Linked DNA regions of Mus musculus: region 2 is linked to region 1. Evidence: chromatin contacts called from public Hi-C data. All regions are on one chromosome and are shown on one strand. The core of a region is the stretch at or near the end of the contact, and the rest is flanking DNA. Distances in the headings are between cores, read along the strand shown. Region 1 has its middle 25 kb from the start of Gm31568. Region 2 has its middle 120 kb from the start of Gm25611.

Evidence for each region. A called contact is a pair of places that touch in the nucleus more often than the background predicts.
Region 2: a Hi-C map of the G1E-ER4 cell line shows a contact between it and region 1, with 2.2 times the contacts expected there. A contact is called at or near these places in 4 of 484 Hi-C or Micro-C datasets (the G1E-ER4 cell line and myeloid progenitors) and 2 of 130 datasets of targeted methods (embryonic stem cells and large pre-B cells).

The regions. Positions count from the first base shown.
Region 1 is chr19:35,125,041-35,129,020 of GRCm38.p6, forward strand. No RefSeq gene overlaps it. Among named protein-coding and RNA genes, the nearest start is that of Gm31568, 25 kb to the right of the region's middle.
Region 2 is chr19:35,638,739-35,642,942 of GRCm38.p6, forward strand. No RefSeq gene overlaps it. Among named protein-coding and RNA genes, the nearest start is that of Gm25611, 120 kb to the right of the region's middle.

The DNA.
Region 1 (3,980 bases), core at 726-3,225:
TTACTACACAATTGAAAATCAGTTGGGAGAGGATTAGAATGTGTTGTGGGTTATTTCCTATGTGGAAAAGTGCAGGTTGTGATTTCCTTTAAATGCTAACATTTGGGGGTGAATTTGCTTCAGTTTATCGACCGTGTTCTTTTAGTCTAAGCTGACGTTTTTTGCAACCATCGACAGCGTTCAATAAATGCAGTAGACTTGACTATGAATCTATGTAGCTAGCTATGTAGATGTGTAAAGATGACATGCTAACTAACCTGTAAAGTCCTCTTTTGTTCATCCACGGAATGGGGATGGTCAAGAGAATAAATTAGATAGTACACATACAGTTTTGAGCACAGAGTCAAGGAACACTGTAGACATCCAGTAAGTCTTAGCAGTTATTGTCAGTATTACTAATGTCTTCATTTCTAAAGTTGCTTCCAATTTTCTGATACTAATTTTCCTCAATGGCCACTAGGTGGCAATACGGTTAGTTGAAAATACACCGTGAGGGCTTTTCTTTCTACCAGTAAAAAAATCTGTGATGACAGGTAATTTCAAGCACTTTGTCTTAAGCTGCGACTTAATGGCTAAGAGGTTTGCATTATTTTGTATTGAAAAATGCTGGAACAGATCCTATTTGGTTCAGCTATATTTCCATTAAGTTCCCTCCTCCTTTTGCTCTTCCTCTAAATGGGAAAATATTGCTGAGTGTTCTGGATGGCACCGTTAACTCTACAGCCACACGAGCCACCCAAAGCTTGCAAAACACTGGGAAGGATGTCAGTTCTGTATCTCCAGTCTACTGTACTGAAGGGATCACCAGGCCAAACTCCACAGTGACTCAGAGGCAAGGCCATTGGACTGCCTTAGATGGAAGCTAAAGACAATTAGATAGTTCTCAGTGTGAAATGGATAAATTCATAAAGAGCCCGGTGCACCAACAGGAAACTGTTCCCCACCATGCTTAGAGATGCTGCATTGAGGGAAAGAGGCTGTTGTGACATCTGTGGAATGCAATAAATAAACAACAAAATACAAATATAAATACTGTCCTTATTGACAGCGCGATAGATGTGAAAATTATGTCTTACCTTGTAGGTTATCAAGGTATTATTTCATGACTGTTATCAAAGATGTGTGAAAGATCTATTAGAAAAGAATAACTTAGCTGTTAAGGAAATTTGGAGGGGTTGAGTGTCTTAATATAGGATGAGTTGTCAAATTCACCCCATTATACTTTAACCATGGACTCTACAAAGGAAACAAACGTTTCCTGCAGATGGCTAAACTAGCTATGGTATCCACAATGTGGTATATACTCAACAAATGTTGGTTATACAATGATAAAATATCCAATAAATTATAGCAAGTAAATGGATCCTGCTGGGAGTCATTGAAAGGAATTTGCAACTAGCATACCGTGTTCTGCTCATATGAGGATCTTATCTGTGCCAAACACATGAAGATGTGAAATTCAAATAAAAATATCGAAAGAAGTAAAAGAAAAAGTCAAGTTTAAAAATAAAGCAGAGACTTCTACGAGTCAGAAATGAAACATTGGAATCTGGGGAGACTGTCTGCCTTCCTTCGTGGGAGTAAAGATGGGTCCTGCTCCTATGACAACCGAAGTAAACAGAACCCTGTGAAGTGCAGCTTTGGGCCCTGGCCTGCTGCTCGCCCTTAACCCCGATCTTTTCCAGAATGAGTAAGAAGCCTACTACAGTCGACATGCATAGCTGTTTTCCTCCTAAGTGCAGGGAATTGCGTTTCATTTTCTTTATTTTACAAAGCATATTGAAAAGGGAACTAACTATTACTCACGGAAATGATTCAGATAGGGCAAGCTCCCAGACACTATGAGAAAAAAAAAATAATCCCCAAATCTAGGCTAGAAATAAGTTAAAAATAACCAAGAGCTGTGGGAGACACTTGCCGCTGTTGGTGTCTGACCTATGAAACAAAACCGAAACCACGAGTTTGCTTGAGGTGCGTGGAATCAAAGTGACGGGAACCAATTACCTGGTTAAGGGTTTTATAAAGTTTTGAAAGTTCTTCTCTAAACAGTCAGACAACAAATGTTTTAGGTTTTGTGAGCCATATAGCCCTTCTTCAAACTATAGTGACAAAGCAGCCATAGCTCTGCCTCTGTAGAAATAAACCATGTCCCTTTGTCTTAGTGAAATCTTACCCCCTCAACGAGATTCATAGAATGAGCTGTAGTCTACTAGTTCTGTCCTGTAAGTCGGCTTTTCCCATGATGAGGATAGATGATGCCAGCTTTCCTACATTCTTGAGCTGGGGCTCTTTTCCCAGTAAACAGACACCGTGATTAGCCTTTTATAAGCCTCTATGCTGGCCAACTTTATGAAGAATACTTCTTTTCCTTAGATATATCAGCTCCTCGAATTAGTCTGGAGCCAGGTGCTGTGGGCTTTGTCGAGTTTCTATTTTCTTAAGGTGACTCTGCATATCTCTGTTTCAGTTCAGTGAGAGTTTATTACCCTGACTACATTAATTTCCCAGTAACGTGCTGGCATGTAGCCCCTTACTTCCAAGTTTTCTAGAGATTTTTTTCCATTTTAGATTGTATGCCATTCCTCATGTTGTGGTTCAAGCAAAGCAGTGTAGCAATTGGTGTTTGAGTTGCTTATCTTTCCCAGTTAATAATTCCAGGTAAATTGGTCAGGCAAACGTTATATGCCCCAGTACAGGGGAATGCCAGGGCCAAAAAATGGGAATGGGTGGGTAGGGGAGTGGGGGGGGGACTTTTGGGATAGCATTGGAAATGTAATTGAAGAAAATACGTAATAAAAAAAATAAAAAAAATAAAACACTAACAGCAACATAAAAAAAAAATAACTCCAGGTAAATAATTTCTACTTTTTAGTGGAGTGGAGCCTTACTTGCATGCATCTGTAATACAGATATACCTTCAACTGACTGCAACTTTAAAACAAATTCACATTTAAAACCTGCCCCCCCCCCAAACCAGCCCCCAGGAACTGGTTCAGTTTCTGCTCTGACTGGTGGCTGACTGAGTCTTGTATGACATCGTTACCTCATCCCTTTTCTGTGGGAGCGATCATTTCCTGACTCAAAGAATATGGTGGTTGAATTTAGTGACCGGCATCTGAATGTGGGAACAAGTCTGAGCCCAACTGAGTCATGATATGAATTTCAACAAGCTCTCTACATGATTCATCATTGTTCAAGTTTGAAAGTACTTTCTCTGGCATGTATTGTTCCTTAATACTATTTTTTTTAATGTCAATTAGAAAATAGAGTCTCCTCTGGGTGGCAGAATGAGTCAAAGGAGAGAAGTCTGAGATGCCCGGAGTAATTTCTCCCATATTCTTGTGTCATTGGTGAGGGCAGGGGAGTATCTGGTTACTGATCAGTGTGGTCACTTACAAATCTTGTCAATCCATTGAACTAGGATATTGAGAAAAGCAGAAAATTCTAGCTCACTGGCAAACTGAATTTTCCAAGATCTTTTACATTTCTTTTCCTTGGCTATGGGATTCTTTCTCCTATTGCCTTTTAAAAGAAAATATTGATAATCTGATATGAGTCTTCCCTGTTCTTATCAGAAGAAACTGCAGCGTGACCTCTAATGAGCAAATATACGCCCAGGTCTGATCCTTATGCAGTGGTCCAATGTGATCATAGAGAACCAGCTTCCCCCATGTGGCTCCAAGTAGACCCTGGGGACAGAGGTCAATGTTCTTTGTGAGCAAAGATTTAGAGCTATAGAGTGGTCTAGTGATCATAGAGACTGAAGATAGATTTGATTCTCATCTTGTCAGATCAAGCAAGCATGTATTCCCTCGAGTGACCGAGTTTTCGCCAAAGACTGATAATGTAAAACAAAATTAGTTGCTATGTTTTTAGGATGGGGAACCAAGAATTTTAACGATACATTTCTAAAAATCTCCCTAGATCCCTGGATCTCCCAGCCAGATTTGAAAAGAGGAAATAAAGTCTATGTCCCCCAG
Region 2 (4,204 bases), core at 108-2,607, 510 kb after region 1:
ACTCTTAGGCATATACCCAAAAGATGCTCCACCATGCTACAAGATTATGCACTTCATTATGGACATGGTGGCATTATGTCTGATAGATAGAATCTAGAAACAACCCAGATGTCCCACAATGGAAGAATAGAAACAGAAGATGTGGTTCACTTACGCAATGAAATACTATCCAGTTATGAAGGATGAGGACGTCATGAGTTTTTACAGGCAAATGGATGTAATTATAAAATATCATCCTGAGTGAGGCAATTCACACCCAAAGGTGCATGCATGGTATGTACTCACTAATAAGTGGATATTAGCTTTAAAAGAACAGAATCTCCAGGAAACAATCCACAGAACTAAAGAAAGTTAACAAACCAAAGGGCCCAAGTGAGGATGCTTCAATCCCACTTGGAGGGAGAAAAAAGCAATCAGGAGGCAGAGGGAGGGAGGCACATGGATGGGAGAGGGAACAAGATCAGGTAGTGGGGAGGGAGGGCTGAAGTCCTGAAGGCCAGCAGAAAGAATGGAAACAGGCAACCTCAGGAGGTAGGAGTTGGAGGCACCCTATAGAGTGTACCAGAGACCTGGGAGGTGAGAGCCTCTCAGGACTTAAACTGAGGGATCTTAGATGAAATCCCCTACAGTGAGGAGAGGGAACTTGTAGAGTTTACCTCTAGTAGAAAGACAGGGTGTCAAGTGGAGGGCTGAGGTTGCCATCCCACTACCAAAAGCTCTGACCCAGAATTGTTCTTGTCTGAAAGAACTGCAGGGGGAAAAAAATGGAGAAAAGCCTGAGGGAAAGGAGGTTCAATGACTGGCCCCTAGGGTTGAATTAGGAAAAATCTGTAAGTAGTTGTGGAGAAGGGTGACGCTTTAGGAAGACCAGCAGTCTCAACTGACCTGGTCCCCTGAGATCTCTCAGATACTGGGCCACCAACCAGGCAGCATGCAGGAGCTGATATGAGGTCCCCAACACATATATACCAGAGGACTTCCTGGTCTGGCGCCGGTGAGAGAAGAAGCACCTTATTCTGGAGAGACTTGAGGCCCCCCAGGGAGTGGGGAGATATGGTGGGGTGGGGGTTGGGGGTGGGGACATCCTCTTGGAGAAGAGGGAGGAGGTATGAGATGAGAAATAGTTAGAGGGTGGACCTGAAGGGGAATAAAGACTGTGCTGTAAAAACAATGATTAAAGATTTTTTTTTTAAAAAGGAAAAAAAAAAAAGAAGAAAGAAATTCTCTCTGTGCTACTTTTACTGGGAAACTGTTTTTAAATTAGAGTGCTAAGGAAAGAACTTAATCGAGTTTATGCACTCATGCTTCTAGGGTTTGCCTAGGCTGCAAACAGGGCATGGGAGGTGACTGGGCAGTTCAGAAACTGAATACTGCTGCTTCTCCAGAGGACACACCCATGATGGGAGGCTCACATCTGCTTTCAATTCAAGGTTCAGATGATGCAATGTACTTTGGGTTTCCGAGGGAACATTTATCTACATGCACAGGTACACACACACACACACACACACACACACACACACACACATACACACACACAAATGAAAACAAGGACTGACAATTGCTATAAAGAACATAACAGAATGAACCATATGATCGCTATACTGAAGTCTTTTGGAGTATTTTCTCTTCTCCTCCCCACATGAGTACTTGACTGTAAGAGGCAACATAGCAAGAACCATGTTTCCACACAGATCACTATGTTTGTTCTGAAATTAAAAATAAAATAAATAGCAAGTGCAAAGGTATGTTGATCTGTTAAACAAAGTTGGAAGATTTTTTTTTCTGTGTAGATAGCATGGAATATTTTAAGCTTTGTGGACTGTACAGTGAGGTCTTTTTGTTATTGGTTTGTTTGTTTTGCTTTATTTTGTTTTATTTTTTGTTTTGGGGGGGTTCCTCTTTTGTTTTTTGGTTTTTTTTTTCCCACTGGACATTGCAAAACAGCAGCCACAGCAATAGGTGTAGCCATCAAAATAGCTGTGCCTCCAACTACTTACAAAACACATGCAGGTCACATCTGGTCTGCAGGTGATTGTTTGCTGGCCTCTGCTATCAAGCTCCCTGCTACACAAAGCCTTATTTTTGTGTTTAGATCATTGTCTCACACAGATAATGTGGCAGAAGAAGGATTGGGTTTAGGAGCTATCTTCCAGCTTCGTCACTGACTGAGCCCTCCCTGAAGTGAGAAGGAGATAAACAGTAAACCCTCTCCCGAAGCCTGAAATGTTTAAATCTTGTATCGATTGGCTAGATAATTCATGGGGAGCATCTCTTCTCCGGCTGTGAAGTCTGAAACAGATTTTATCACTACAAACCATGAAAGCTAACCCTTAGCAGGTGGATTGTGCACATGGGTCTCTGACCAACAACCACGAATACAACTTCCTTATCAGAGGCAAAAAAGTTGATGTTGAAAAGAAAAACTTACTGAAATAACCACGATGAGACAGCAGGTTTCCTTTCATATTTCATATTTTATGTGCACACCTCAACTGAAGTGTGCATGAGATTAAAATGCCATATTAACATTTTACTTAGATATACATTTTATTTACATGCCATGTGTAATATTTAATCATGATTGTCAATCTTATGGGATTTAGAGTCACCGAAGAAATAAATCACTGGGCATGTCTGCAAGGAAAACTCTAAACTGGGTTAGTTGATGTGGGAAGACTCACCCTAAATATAGTCAGCACCATTCCACAGTCAAAGATCTGGGACTGAATAAAATAGAAAAAAAAAAAAAAAACCAAAACACATCAAATTGAATATCAGCATTCATCTCTGTCTATGGTTCCTGGCTGTATATGTGGCGTGGTCAGCCATCTGACACTTGTGCCATCATGAAGGGCTTTGTCCCCTCAAACTGTGAGACAGAACATTGCCTCCATTCCTTAAGTTTCTTTTTGTAAATTTCTAGGTCACAACAATAAAGAAAGAAGCAGGACAGAGTGAATACTTTAAAGATGAGGTCCCACTTAACCCAGGGTGCTGTTTGGGAAAGGGGGCTCAAATACATTAATGGTAATGAGCTTGCAAATTTGGGAAACCAAATGAGTCATCGTCAACCATAGATGGCATCAGTTACATCAGTGACTGTTACAATGCATGGAGATAAAGAAAGGAATAAAATACATAAATGATAATTGTATTTGGTATACATTTAGTAATATTTATTGTAGCTAAACACTTAGAATTATTTTTCCTAAAGATAATAGAATTAAAATGTAAATTAATGAGCACTGATTCATTGAGACGATTCAGAAAATTATGAATGTTGAGCAAAATGTGTGCACTTGGCAAAAACAGTTCTAATTCAAAGATGATTTCCAGCTTTATAAGCTTATAATGTCAAACTGTAACATCTACTTCTTGAATATATTAGCTGAAGCAATGTTTAAATGCTCTCCGTAGGCAGGATATAGTAGCAAAGACTCAACAGATGCTGAGACATGAATGAAAAAAAACAGAAAGACCTTTTAATAGAACACGAAGACATGTTTATGGATTTCCACAGATGAAGAAGCCAGCGGGCTCAGAGTCCTGACTCACCTACAACTGCATATCGGAGGAGCAGAAAGAAAAGTTTGAGTTCTCAGTCTTACCCTAGGGTTCCTTTCAATACACCACTCTGAGCCGACAGGTAGGCAGCAAGAGCAAGAAGAGCAGGCTACAGACAAGATGCAAGTGCCCTACGGAGGAAAATCGGGGCTTTCTTTAAAACAGATACAGAAATATTCAAAGTGCCTGAGTGGGGAAAAAGGAAGAGAAAGATAGAGAAAAGAAAACAAGAAAAGGGAGAGGGAGAAGGAAAGGAAGGGAAAGTGCCAAATGAGGATTATCCTAATAGAAAGAATGCCTGCCAATGGTTCTTGTTTGTTTGTGTGACTGTCTGATTTATAGGCGTTTGTTTGTTTTTAGAATGTCATACATGAACACGGCATCTATATTTTTATCCTCCTTCCTTCTCATTCCTCACCCCTCCCATATTTATGATCACTTGTGCATCTTTAAAACTGTTATTTTTGTATGCATATATGAACATGTATATGTATAACCAGAGTCCATTAGCTTGGATCATGTACACATGTTCAGGGATGAGTACTTACCATTAGATACCCCATGTGGGAGTTTATCTTTGAATGCATCTCTCTCTCTCTCTCTCTCTCTCTCTCTCTCTCTCTCTCTCTCTCTCTCT